2 separate regions of the Gossypium hirsutum genome follow, and region 1 is linked to region 2. The links are chromatin contacts, called in public Hi-C maps. All regions are on one chromosome and are shown on one strand. Each heading gives the region's core, a stretch centred on a gene start, on an enhancer-like site or on the middle of the called end of the contact. The rest is flanking DNA. Distances are from core to core; before and after follow the strand shown. Region 1 holds the start of LOC107887391 (heat shock protein 90-5, chloroplastic). Region 2 holds the start of LOC107887385.

The links. Hi-C and Micro-C count contacts between places; a contact is called where the count stands out from the background.
Region 1: a contact with region 2 is called in a Hi-C map of leaf, with 1.6 times the contacts expected there. The contact joins the promoter of LOC107887391 here to the promoter of LOC107887385 in region 2. A contact is called at or near these places in 3 of 34 Hi-C or Micro-C datasets (all in leaf).

The regions. Positions count from the first base shown.
Region 1 is chrA03:70,461,683-70,468,879 of Gossypium_hirsutum_v2.1, reverse strand. LOC107887391 (heat shock protein 90-5, chloroplastic) reads right to left here and starts at 3,825. Exons shown (of 18, transcript XM_041096083.1): 1 at 3,288-3,825; 2 at 2,960-3,033; 3 at 2,716-2,841; 4 at 2,542-2,635; 5 at 2,362-2,445; 6 at 2,099-2,242; 7 at 1,771-1,887; 8 at 1,452-1,496; 9 at 1,280-1,357; 10 at 1,044-1,148; 11 at 824-964; 12 at 285-377. The coding sequence starts at 3,542.
Region 2 is chrA03:70,294,766-70,301,168 of Gossypium_hirsutum_v2.1, reverse strand. It overlaps LOC107887385, which reads right to left and starts at 4,399. Exons shown (of 8, transcript XR_001681161.2): 1 at 4,123-4,399; 2 at 3,926-4,003; 3 at 3,383-3,480; 4 at 3,212-3,286; 5 at 2,842-2,889; 6 at 2,021-2,096; 7 at 1,339-1,490; 8 at 860-1,213.

The DNA.
Region 1 (7,197 bases), core at 2,576-5,075, 170 kb before region 2:
TAGTGAAAAAAAAAAATCTAAGGTTCCATCACACAATATACCTCCTTATTTTCACTTTCAGAAATCTCCTGAATCATGTCAAAAGTTTTCCTAACAAGCCTCTTTCTCATAATTCTCACCTAATAAACAGTAACCATAATACAGTCAATATGGCAACATAACAGTAACTGCTAAATAGTTAGCAGAGTTGCTCATTGACCCTAAACTGAGAATAAGGATTTACAGAGGATAATTTTACATGTGACAGTAAAATATGATTTAAGTATAGAAAAAACTAATCTTACAATACGGCTTTCTTGGAGGATCTCTCGAGAAACATTAAGTGGAAGATCATCAGAGTCCACAACACCCTTCACAAAGCTCAAGTATCGTGGAAACTACAAAATAACATTCAGTTCAAGTACAAGTTAAAGCTTGATAAAACAAGCTACCAACACAAGGAAAGACTATATCTTTCATCAGAGAAATGCAAATTACATTATTTAGTCACTTGAAGCAAGGGAACAAAGTAAAAGAAATTAAGCAATCCTTTTCCCTACTTTCTTGTGAAGATACAGAATTTATCTTTGATTGTCTCATACAAGTAGAAAGCGGAAATACTTTTCTAGTTAAAATTTTCAAAGAACCTTTAAATGGATTTATCATAAACATGCAAGAAATGGATGGAGAACGAGATATCAAACCATGCCAAAAAAATTTTAGTTATAACATTTCTTGGTTACCCGAATGTTATTCAATGCAAAGAACCATTATAAACTCCCACAAGTCTTGGAAAAGCCAATATTGTAAAAACAGAGTATCAAATGACCAGGTCAAAGCTTACCAGCTCTCCATCAAAATCATCTGAGATAAATACACGTTTCACATACAAACGTATGTTCTTTGTTTTTGGGTTTACTACATCCTCATTGTTTAGAGGACCCATGCCAGGAATATACAGAACACTCCTAAACTCCACCTCACCCTGCATGATTTTCAAAGAAACTTTTACAAATCTAGTTACTCATAGGAACTCAATTCATAAACTATGGTCACATGAATACCTCTGTTGTGAAGTGAGTATATCCAAGTGGATCCAAGAATTCGTTGAAAGTCTTCTTGTAGAATTCATTGTACTCGTCTTTTTCAACCTCCTTAGGATTTCGCATCTACAACAGACCCCAAAAAAAGAAATAAATAATGATTATAACAATAAAACTATATGGGTCATACAATAGCATTCTTAAGAAAAAAAAGCAGCTTAAATTGCATATTGTTGAGAAGACAAAACCAAACTCACCCATATTGGCTTTGTTTCATTTGCTAATTCCCAGTCCCAATACTTCTCAGTTTTAGTCGTCTTCTTTTTCTTCACTTCCTGTCAACAATCATATCAGGTAACCATAACACCACATTTACCGAGAAGATAGTTTGCTAGCTACAATAATATCAAAAAGCAATGGAACAGTTACTTCTGGGTTTTCTTCTCCTTCTTTTGGTGGTTCTTCCTCCTCTACCTGCTCAAAGATATAAATATAGTAAAAATGGTTAAGAGCTAATTTTTAATGTGCTCAGAATTGAAATGCTTATAACAAAACAGAGTGACTCTTTGTCACCGGATATGAGATCAGGAAAAAGGATCAGCACAGAGATAAGCTGAGGTATCATGAAGGAATGTTGCAGGAGGAACAAGAATTAATTCGATAGTTGCAAATTGTTTCCAGATGCCTAAAGCATCAGTGCTGATGGAAGGAATCATATCCAAATTAGAAAATAAATATGCATACTAACCTCAACTGTCCTTGATTTTTCTTGCCAAGTGTAGATTGGGAAAGAAACAAACTGGGAATAATTCTTCACCAGATTCTGAATTCTGGTGGGATCTGAGAATTCATACTTGTCATCTGACTGCAGGAGAACAATATCTTAGACATATGGCACTCAGAAGAATTGAAATTTAAAGAAGCAGAAATTTCTAAGGCAACTGTATTTGTAGCACGAAACACTACATTAAAATCTCAATGCTATTTACTGTCTTCCTTTAATATTTTTAAACATGCAAATGCAAATACATTCAAATAGGGTGTAAAAGAGGAAAAAGAATGAACAGATAGAGTACCCTTAAATAAAGTGTAATCTGTGTACCACGGACTAGAATATTTTCTGGATCAGTTTCCTCCCTAATCACATAGGAGCTACTGTCTGCTACAGCTTCCCAAACATATTGCTTGTCTGACTTCGGACTCTTTGTGGACACAACAACCTGTTCAAGAAACATATAAACAAGCAACCCAATTAGCCTGAAAATTATTGAACAAAAAGGCTTCATACATGAAGCAGAAGATGATAATGCAAGTTATCATTAAGATGACAGCATGTTACCTTCTCAGCAACAAGAAAAGCAGAATAGAATCCAACACCAAATTGCCCAATCAAACCATTGTCTGCCCCTAGATCCTTATTTTCCTACAAATAATGAGATGCTAAGTCACTCACCAAAACACTTTTTTTCCTTTATTTTCTAAAAAGAGAGAGATATTTACAAAATACAAGAGAAATTACCTTCAGAGCCTTAAGAAATTTGGAAGTACCACTTTGAGCAATTGTTCCAAGACAGTCAATAAGCTCTTCTTTGGTCATTCCAATTCCCGTATCCCTGAAAATAATTTTTTTTTTAATTAAGTCCTCTTCGTATCAATTTTTTTTTTTTTTGAGAAGGTGATAAAAAAGGCATACGTTATAGTGATAGTCCCATTATCTGGATCAGGTTTGATGCGTATCTCTAGTTCTCCCGAATCTCCAAGCAGAGAGGGTTCAGTCACACTTAAGAATCTAAGCTTATCTAAAGCATCACTTGCATTACTGGAACACAGAAACAGAACTTCGTCAATCGTCCGAACAGAAAACCAACTAAACTAAAAGTAACGTGATTCGTCATTTAAAAAAGTGCATGGTTTTAGCAGGAAATAAATATTCTCACCTTACAAGCTCTCTCAAAAAGACCTCTTTATGACTGTATAGACTGTGAACAATCAAATCCAACAAGCGACTAACCTGCAACCATTTGTAAACTATTAATTTCAGGAATAGATAATATAGGGTAAAAAATTTCAATGTAAACAAGCATCTACCTTTAGCCAACCAAAGCTTTATCCAATAATAATAAGTGTATTTTTCAAGTGTCGTAATACATCAAGCAAACATCATTTTCCCTTAATTTTCTCATAAAACCACCAATTAAATCCCTAAATATTCCACCAAAAGCAGAAACAGGAGAGCAAAACCCAGGAAAAGCAAAAGAAACCCACCTCGGCTTGGTACTCAAATTTCTCCCCGGAGGTCTCTTCGGCCTCTTTCTCTGCTACAGCTGAAGCCTCACATCGAACCGCTATCCGGTTGTTTCTCTTCTCAAGTTTCCACCTCAATCGAGAGCAAGAGAAGGCCTTGTTGAGGGCATTTGGAGGTAGAAAAGCGGTTCTGAGATTGAAGGCCTTGTTGGGGTTTGTCAAAGTGAGAGAGGCTAAAGATGGAGTAGCTAAGCTTCTGCTTAGAACTGGAGCCATCAAAGTAAAGCCCTAGAGAAATAGAGAGAAGGCCAAGATAAAATTTTGAGTTTCGAGAAACAGGGAGTGGAAACTAAAAACCCTACTGAAAGAAGTGAGGGAGGTTTATGGGAGAGCGTGGAGGGTTCTAGAAGTTGGAAAACAAGGTGGGAAGTTTTATTTGAGTTCGGGTTTACTTGCCTTTGGAATTGTAAGGCTTATATTCGGCCATTTCAGCAACTTAACACAATATTATCCATCCCTCTATAGTTTTTCCCTATAATTAACTAATTTTCAGTTTCCAAGGATATGAATGTTGTCCATTGGCCTTTTTTTCTTTTATGCAAAATTATTTAATATATTATCAGTTAAAAATTTTATAAGTTGAGAAGAAATTTGTCATGTGTTTTAAACACATATTAGAAAAATTAAAAATAAATTAAAATAGATATGTATCATGTATTAAATTTTGCTTGTAAAGTTAAAAAATTCTATTTTTTTTAGTTGTATGTACATTGAAAAAAGATTTTTTTTCAATAGTTGAGATGCTGGCTTATTTAGCAAACTAGCCGAGTTTGCAAAAGGGAAAGGTGAAATCAATATACTAAAGTCTCAACTTCAAAGTTGGCATCTCCAAGAGTTGACTTAAATGAAAGTTAGTTCCTAAAAGTGTTGACTTTAAAATCGATCTCTCGAGGTGTTTGACTTTGATTTGCATACCATGCATATTCGATGCAACAGTGAAAGCCTATAGATGCAACAATTAAAGGAAGCATGTAAAGGCTGAGAAATATAACTTTCTCATACATATGTGAAGGGTTGAAAAAAAGGCAAAGTTGAGATATTTTGAGATGATAAAACAAGGCAAAGTTGAGATGATGGAACAAAGCAATGTATGAGTAAAGAATAAATGAAATAGTAATGGAAAATGTGGAGGAGGTTAAAATTTGTATATATACACCCTCACACCAACATAAGCAAAATAAGTTTATTTGGCTTCTTTCCTTAAGCATTGTTATCTTTTTCTAGCTACTATCTTTCAAATATTCTACAATATTTACCTATCTTTCTCAATCTTTGTAAATATTTTTCTCCATGAAATTATAATTCATTAACATACTAGGTATTAGTGTTAAATATGCAATAGACTATTGATATTGTTGTTGAATATACATTAGTTTTTGACATTTTTCAATATATATTAGTGTTAATATACATTAAATTTTGATATTTATTTGTGTTGAATATTTATTTGTGTTAAATATACAATATATATAGGGTGATGCCATTGTTTTTCTTTTGTTCGAAATTTGACATTGTTTTGTCGTTGTATATCTAGGGTGAAGGAAAAGATTATTACGGAAAATCTTCAATGTTATCAAGCATAGTGATATTTTGAATATTCAATAGTGTTGTTATGTTATTAGAATTGTAAAATCTACTAAGAATATTTTTATTTTCATATGAAAAATGTTAATGTTATAAATAAAGATATTATATTAGCAAGAATAATGCTGTTGTTTTATTAATTATATATTGATTAACTTTTTTTAAATTTAAATTGATATTATACACATGAGTTCTATACAAAATGAGCAACGGGTTTTATGGTACGGTGAACTATAATGGTCAGATTCATGATATGGATATCATTGTAATCTTCGAGTCCAAATGTTCAAAAAAAGTCATCACGTTAGTGGAGATTAAGCGCAAAATTGGTTAAAAAGTTGGAGCTTCGATTGGGTTGTTGAGGTATAGATTTATAAATGTGACAATTTAGTGAGATATTTGCAATTCATGTAGCAGATGATAATAATCGATAGACAATGATTGCACTTCAAGAGTCAAAATGGTGATGGAAGAGTTAAGTTGTATGTCGAGCTCACAACATTAAAGAAGGACATGGGGGCCAATATTCCAAGCTTGTCTAGGAACCCTATATCGATGTAACAAATGACTCATGTAGTGGATTCACAAATTGGAACATCGGACCTAACATACAAGTTTATTTATAATTTTGTATTGCTATTGGAAACCAGTTATCTCTGATAAATACACATAAACAGAAATACAATTAGGACATTTTGCATCACAGTTTCCAGAATTCAAATCTAGTGGTTCTCCAAATCCATATGAGGTGCCATCAACTTCTGTTGGAATACACCATTCCCAACTAGAGCTAGAAATGCATGAGAATATCATGTATTGCTATTTAAAGAACTCATTGGTGACTTTAGCAATGTCAATTTTAGGATTAGGGAACATGTACATGTTGTTGATGTTGGACAAGATATTTTGGAATATCAACCTTTAGCCTGTATGCTCGAAGTTAACTTTAACGAGATGTGAGAACTTGAGTTTCCGGAGCATTTGCATATCATTCCAGGTTATATCACTTCAGTTGCTACATATTCAGGTTAATTGGTTGTCGGTACTCAATTTCCAACGTAATAAATTCTTGTATTAGCCATTTAGGAGTACACTATTAAGGTTGTAACACCCTATACCTGGCTCGGTCGCCGAGCTCGAATATTAGGATGTTACACCACCATCACGTATCACACACATTATAAAATGTCACATTAATAGGTAATCGTCCTCTTTATTAGCGTTCTTACAAATTACCATACTGACTTCCTGTACATCGAAATATTACAGAGGTATTGCTTTTATAACTCAAATATCGATACCTTTACTCCAGCCCACAAAAATATAGCACATCTAAGCATTTAATCTATTCTAACAAATATCTAATCAACATGTATCATTTACCTCTTTAAACCAATGTCAAAACGACTAAAATAATAGTTTAAAGTATCAAAAACATCTCTAAGCAAGAATCAACATACCAAGGTTCTGGCCTAAAATTCCTAGGAATAATTAAGCTATAAAATATCCAAAACATCATGGAAATATCATGTAATAGTTCTACCACATTATTCAACATCCATTGGCCCTATATACAGTTCATGGCACTTCATCATAGCAAATCTTCAAACCAAAACAAATGAAATAATTATGACATCCATCAAAAGTGCTAGAAAACTAAACCCATAAAATATCATCAGGACCACAATAATAATCAATCAAAGTCTAACCATTTTGCCTTATCCCTACAGTTCAAAAAACAATATTAATACCACCTACGCAAATACTAAAGCCTAACTTGGATCATTTCCTTGGTATCCCTGCACCACTCATACTGCAAACGCTAAATATCTGCAACAGTTAGAGAGAGTGTGTGAGCTTAAACAAGCTCAGTGAATGTCAAAGTAACCACAAAGTAAACACAATATCAAAGGTTAAGCAAGAGCATAGTACAACACATTCACAATCATATTCTAACCAAGTCAAAATAATATATTCATATTTCATTAAATCATAAAACTAGCATATACTCTTACATGCAATTACACTCAACTCACTTATATATATAATTCATTTAATAATAATTCATCAAGACTAACAACGTATACATGCTTTAGTAACTCACAAGTCTAGTTGATATATTCGCATGCATTCACAATTTAAATGGAGACGACCTAAACCACAATTACATACGCAATTTACTATGAAAACATACTAACATTTTCATAAAACTTAAATAAACTCATTTAGCATATTATTTACATGTTTATGCATCCATCTCACATCGTATTATCACAATATATAAGTT
Region 2 (6,403 bases), core at 3,150-5,649:
CTGCTCTGTACTTGCTCTTAACTTCCATTTTCGTTGAGAAAAAAGAAATTAAGGAAACTTGTGTTAGTAATGGCGTCACTTAAAGAACACATTGATGCGATTAGAAAAACAAAGTACTTAATCGAAGGAGAACCCAACCTTAATAGTGAGAAGATAGGATTTTCTTACTCCTATTCACTGCAGCAAAATTGACTTTTAACGGCGGTTTTTTAAGGTCTTTAGCGGCGCTTGTAAAAGTGCCGCAAAAAACGCCGCTATAGATGGCGCCACTAAAGCTTGCGACGTTTTTTCAAATAAACGCCGTTAAAGATCACGACCTTTAGCGGCGCTTTTTCCACAAACGCCGCTAAAGATCATGACCTTTAGCGGCGCTTTTCTCAAAAACGCCGCTAAAAGTCATGAAATTCAGAAAAAAGATATTACGAAATATTATAAAGGTCATGAAAAATATGAAAAAATTAAAATTCATTATCAAATTAAATTTTCTATTAAAGCTTTAACTTTAAAACTAAATACAAAAATTAATGAATTTAAATTTAGAATTTAAAATAATAAATTAATAACACAATTAAAATCCAAAAGTTAGAACTCAAGTTATCTTAAATATTAAAATAAAAATAAAAATAAAAATTTAGAATCAAAACTAAAATAAATAATAAAAATTAGATTAAATATAAAGATATCAATAAAATAAGATATTATAATAAAGTTCCTTAAATGAAATAAGGGCTTAATTCCCATGTGAAATATCAGCATTGATTATTTAAATTGATTAACTAAGTCAAAATTGCAATTTGTGTTTTTCTTCTTTCAACTCAAATAAAAATAAAATGTTGAAACAAAACAATTAAATAAAAAATTAGAATAATTAGTTGACACGAGATTATTATTAAGTATATGCAAATATGCAAGTAGACGATTACAAAATAGGGTGTAGCTTTTGATCAACTAATTAGTTGATCCTACTGCAGGTTCTATCTATAATCTGCTTAACTAACATATAAATATAAGACACTCTAATACTTTTTTGCACATAAAATATCTAAAAGTCACACCTGAATTCGGATTCATAGCACATACGGTGTCAACTGCATGTTATCATCCTTATTCGCTGCTGCAATGCCTCCCACAAGCATTCGTAGAGGTTGGAGCTAGTCATTATGTGCCTCTTGCAAATTGTTCTTGGACCGCAATCTAGTGTAGTTGGTTTTTCCTGTTCCATTTGCCACCAGTCAAAACATAAAAGAGCTATTCATGATTTTGCATATGCTGTTTTACTAGAATCATAATTAACAAATGTACATGTGATGTATCTATCAAAAGTGTGAAGAACTATACCTCTGTTAACATATCAATATATACTTCATTCAGCAGCCAGAATGGGCTAGAATGTGAAAGAAAGGATGTATAAGTTACTTTCTTGTGGTTTCCCACTAACCTTTGGAAATCCATCAATTGGACTTGCTATCGGAATTGTTCTCTGTAGGGTGCTGGTCCATATCCAGATAACAACAAAATCACAAAAAATAAATAATGCGTATACATATTCTGCACCGTAAAGCTTGATAAAGTTTCAGTAATGTATGCCTATTTCAAGTACGGAGGCTACAAAATATATAACATCTAAAGAAATAGTATCCCATAACATCTATACAATTTGATTTACTCAAACCAGGATGCCAATTGATAAAAAAAAAAACGGATGATACCAAAATGTAGATCTTTGACATATACTCAACTGATCTGCACTTTGCATGCATTTTCTTTTTCTTTTTTTTTTTCTTTTTTGAATTTAGATTAATAAACTACCAAATGACACTATCTCAAGCAAAAGAAATAATAGCCAACAGGCGATAACTCCACTTTTCAAGTACATAAAGCAGGCTTCCAAATGTAAAGAAGGACCAGGACATGGAACGGGGAAGGAATGTAAAATTGATGCAATTGAATTCTGAAAGAAGTGATTAACTTTGCTTGGTATAAATGTAAACAAATAAGTATTGACCAAGGTGAAGCTTACAGAAGCAGTCCTTTCAGATTCCAGTCGCTTCTCAACAAAGTTTGCGAGTTTCTTCATATAAATTTCTCCGGTATCACTGTTGCAACAGGAAAAGAAATTTCCTGGTAAGTTAAAACTGGATACTGGCATATGCTAATCTAGCAAGCACAATGAAATCAGAACAATAATATCAAATATAAGAGGATCTCTCTCCTGACAGGAAATTAAACAAATATTGATTACATAAGTCTTCTGATAAAAGTATATCATGAAGAAAAGAAAGATGAAAACAAATTGCAACCACCTGTTATATAATGCCATCAAAATAATAGAAAAAAAAAGTATATCATAATATGAAAATTGTAAATGTAAACATTTAAATCAAATATCACTCCAGAAATGGTAGATGCTAAGATTTCATTGAAGGTTCAGATGCCTTCCTAGAGAAAAAAAAAGGCACTTCTGAGATGAGTAATCGTCACAAAAGATACATATAGAATAATTAATGTAACAGGTGTAGAATCTGAATGTTACAAGTCTTAAGCTTCCTTCCATATCTTGCAACATAACGCAGAAAAAAGTGCAGTTCCTAATGTTGTCAGATATAATTTCACCCAGACTTGATATGTTAATCATGATTTAAGCCATATCAAGAAGAAAAAAGAATACTTAAGAGACTCCAAATTTTTAAAAGCTCCAATTTATAAAAAGAGTTGTCGTTCCTTCAACCAATAAAAGTTTTGCATCAAATATAACAAACACAAGGAACTGAGAAAAGGGACTTAATAAGTAGACTTTATAATGTGATATAATTGAAGCTCATTTCTTATTGTACACCATACCAAGAAGAAGACGATTCGTCCAGGAAGATAGCCACTGATGTTGTTAACCTGAATCCAGTTAAAACATGCAAAATCTTAGATCATATTGCAAAGCCATTAAATCATCTAAGAAGTTGAGAAAGAGAAGGGGTAAACATTTAAGAATTAATACTTTAAGGAAATAAGAAACAAAAGATATGATAGAAAAAGCTTTAAGAACAACAAAGCCATTATAATGACAACTTTCTCCATATATTGCAGAAACTACTTTTAACTAAAAGTACAACAATACAGACTAGTTACACCATGTTATGGCCACAATGAACATTGATCCTACATGCATATGCATGAAGCACAAAAGCCATATAAAAGAAGGAGATTTGAACTTAACTTGTATTTGTCCACCATGCCCACTAGCCATATCAATCATTTTGATGTAAGACCCTTCATCAACTGGTTCATAAACCTAGTAACAATAAGCACAAAGGTACACCTTAGAATGGTAATCTGCATCCGAAGCAAACATGTTAACGAAGAACTACAAAAGCAATTCAGGAACTACCTTTTCGTAATTAGCTAACCGGGTTGTAAAGTCTTGTGATCCAACTTCGAAATCTGGCCCGCAAAACTAGATTGATAAGCAAGTCTAGAACTTTTCATCTGAGCAAGAAGTAAAAGGTTATTGATAATAGCCTTACTCTTCTGCATAGTCAGGACTTTGTTGAATTTTAAGGCAAATATTTCTTTCAATAATCTTTTCATCATTGCATATTGTTTCTAGAAAAATAATCTACAATCAAAAGCAAAGATAAACGTATTAGAAAATCAAAACTAGATATATTTCATTCTGGCTTAATTTATTATATCATTAAGCAATACGTCACATGTACATTTGTTAATCATGATTCTAGTAAAACAGCATATGCAAAATCATGAATAGCACCCAATATGTGTCCCCTATTAGGTCCAAAATACAAATCAACACAAAATTCCAACAGGAAATATATTATTATTAACCATTCTTCCACTGCTCTCTATTTTACATATTTCCAGTCAAACAAAGATTTAGCCCAGAAGAAAAAAAGGGGAAAGACTGATGACTTACATAGTAATCTCTAGATCGACCTCTGAACTCTTGAGCGAACAAATCCACTATTGTTTTACCTTCCCATCGTTTATTAACCTGTGCCAAATCAACAATTAAAATCGCAATTTTTTATTAGATAAGCAGAATTAGGGTTTAATTAGGGGTTTTAAAAAACTTGCTAACAACTGAAATCAGGAAAAAGAAAGAAAACTAACATGAGAGACGAACTCAAAGTAGTAAGGTCGTACATGGCGCTTCCCATTTAATTTACCGTTGTGAAAAATATAATCTCATTTCTGAGCAGGATGAGCAGGCGACGGCGACGCAGCAGAGAGGTTAGTCGAGGGCGATGCAGCAGGTGGTCCGGTCGGCGTCTTCGGTGGCAAATGGGTTGGGAACTTGGGGATGAAAATTTAGGGATTAAAGGAGAAGAGATGGAATGAGGGAAATTTTGTTAAGGGGAAAAAGAACAGCTATCGGGAGCGAATAAATTGGATGAAACTAAAACGACGAAGTTTTGGTTAAAAAAATTTGACAGTTGTGGCGTTTTTAAAAAAAACGCCGCTAAAGGTGATCTATTGCGGCGTTTTTATGCTAGCGCCGCTAACTTCTTAAAATTATTGTAAAAATCAATTAAACCCATTCAAATTAAAATAAAATTTTATTAATAAATTACTGTTGCACATTACATATATAATAACAAAATTAGTTTATATAATTTTATAAAATCATATTTATTATTTTCATATAAAAATATTATTTTGATAAAAAATAAAAAAAGATCTTTTTATCATTAATAACATTATGTGATATAAAGTTAATCATGGAAATTATGCGTATATACTAAAATAATTAAATATTATGAAAATTTTATTAGTACAAGCATTATTGTTTTAAGTATGGTCCGCATTAGTTGTTTAGATTTTTATATAAATGGCATACTGGTTATTACATCAAATTTTATTAATTTTGTTACATAAAAATTCAATGAGTGTGCCATATTCTAGTATGATTATTTTACTTTACGAATTCAAAACATCCATTGTTTCGAATCGACTTTTAAATAAAATTAATTGTAATTTTATAATTTATATCAATTTGAGTGCAATAATTGTTTGTCTATATAAATTAAATATTAAAAATATTTTTAGTTGAATCATATAAATAGAAAGAAAAATTTATAATTATAGTTATTTTTTTATTAAGTTGGTGTTATGGTTTAATCAAGTATATTAATTCAGTTATGAAATTATTAATTTACCCTCTCACATATAAATTAAGTTATAAGAATGTATTTATTTATATATATATAATAAAAATTCGAAACACAATTAACTTTATGATTATAACCAAAATAACAATTAAATTTTATATAAAATTTTAACAAATATACGAGTTAAATAATATCTTTTCGCATAGGAGTGTTAAATCTTAAAAAAGAAAAAGTAATTCTCTTAACATACTTTAACAAATTGAATACTAAACCATTTAATCTGTAAAAGCTAAAATATGAGATAAGTATTTGTACTTTTCGTAAAATTAAAATTTAGTCATTATATTTCTATTCTTAAGAATTTAATTCCTCTATGTTTCAAATTTTTGAATTTAAGTTTAATTTAACATTAGCAGCGTTTATAACCTAGCGCCACTAAAAATGCACAAATTGCGGCGTTTAGGGTTTTAGGAGTTATAGTTTAGTGTTTAGGGCTTGTTAGGGTTTAGGGGTTTACTATTTTAGGGGTTATAGATTAATATTTTATTTTTTTCTTTGGGGTTTAGGATTTTAGGTGTTATATAACTTTTAGTGGCGTTTTACTAAAAGCGCCGCTAATGCTCTGGTCTTTAGCGGCGTTTTACGAAAAGCGCCGCTAATGCTCTAGTTTTTAGCGGCGTTTTACCAAAAGCGCCGCTAATGCTCTGGTCTTTAGCGGCGTTTTACCAGAAGCGCCGCTAATGCTCTGGTCTTTAGCGGCATTTTAACAAAAAACGCCGCTATTGCTCTGTGTTTTACAATTTTTGCGGCGTTTTTTGATAAAACGCCGCTAAAAACGCCGTTAAAGCCCTATTTTCCTGTAGTGATTTGGTGCTAAATAATCAACTGGCATGTTCCTAAAATTCTTAGGTAACAACATTGGATAAATTCTACGTCAGTTTATCATAGCATGGTTGTTGTCTCCTATTCCTGAGTTCTGATTAGAGTGCATTGATTTAGTGAAATTTAATGAAGGAATCAAGAATAGATTACTAAAATTCTATTTTCAGTCCCTCTACTCCTTCAATCCTTTTCCTTTTAATTCCATAAATTAATTCTCGTCTTATCTACAAGTTACATTTTAATTAATAATACTGCTAATTAAGTTCTCTTAAATTTAAATAGTTGGTTATTACTTCCTTTCTTTTTTTCTTTTTGTAAAAAAAATTAGATAAGTAGATGGATTAAATTATTGGAATTAAAAGAAAAAGGATTAACTTCAAAAGTCCTAAGAGTACAGGGAC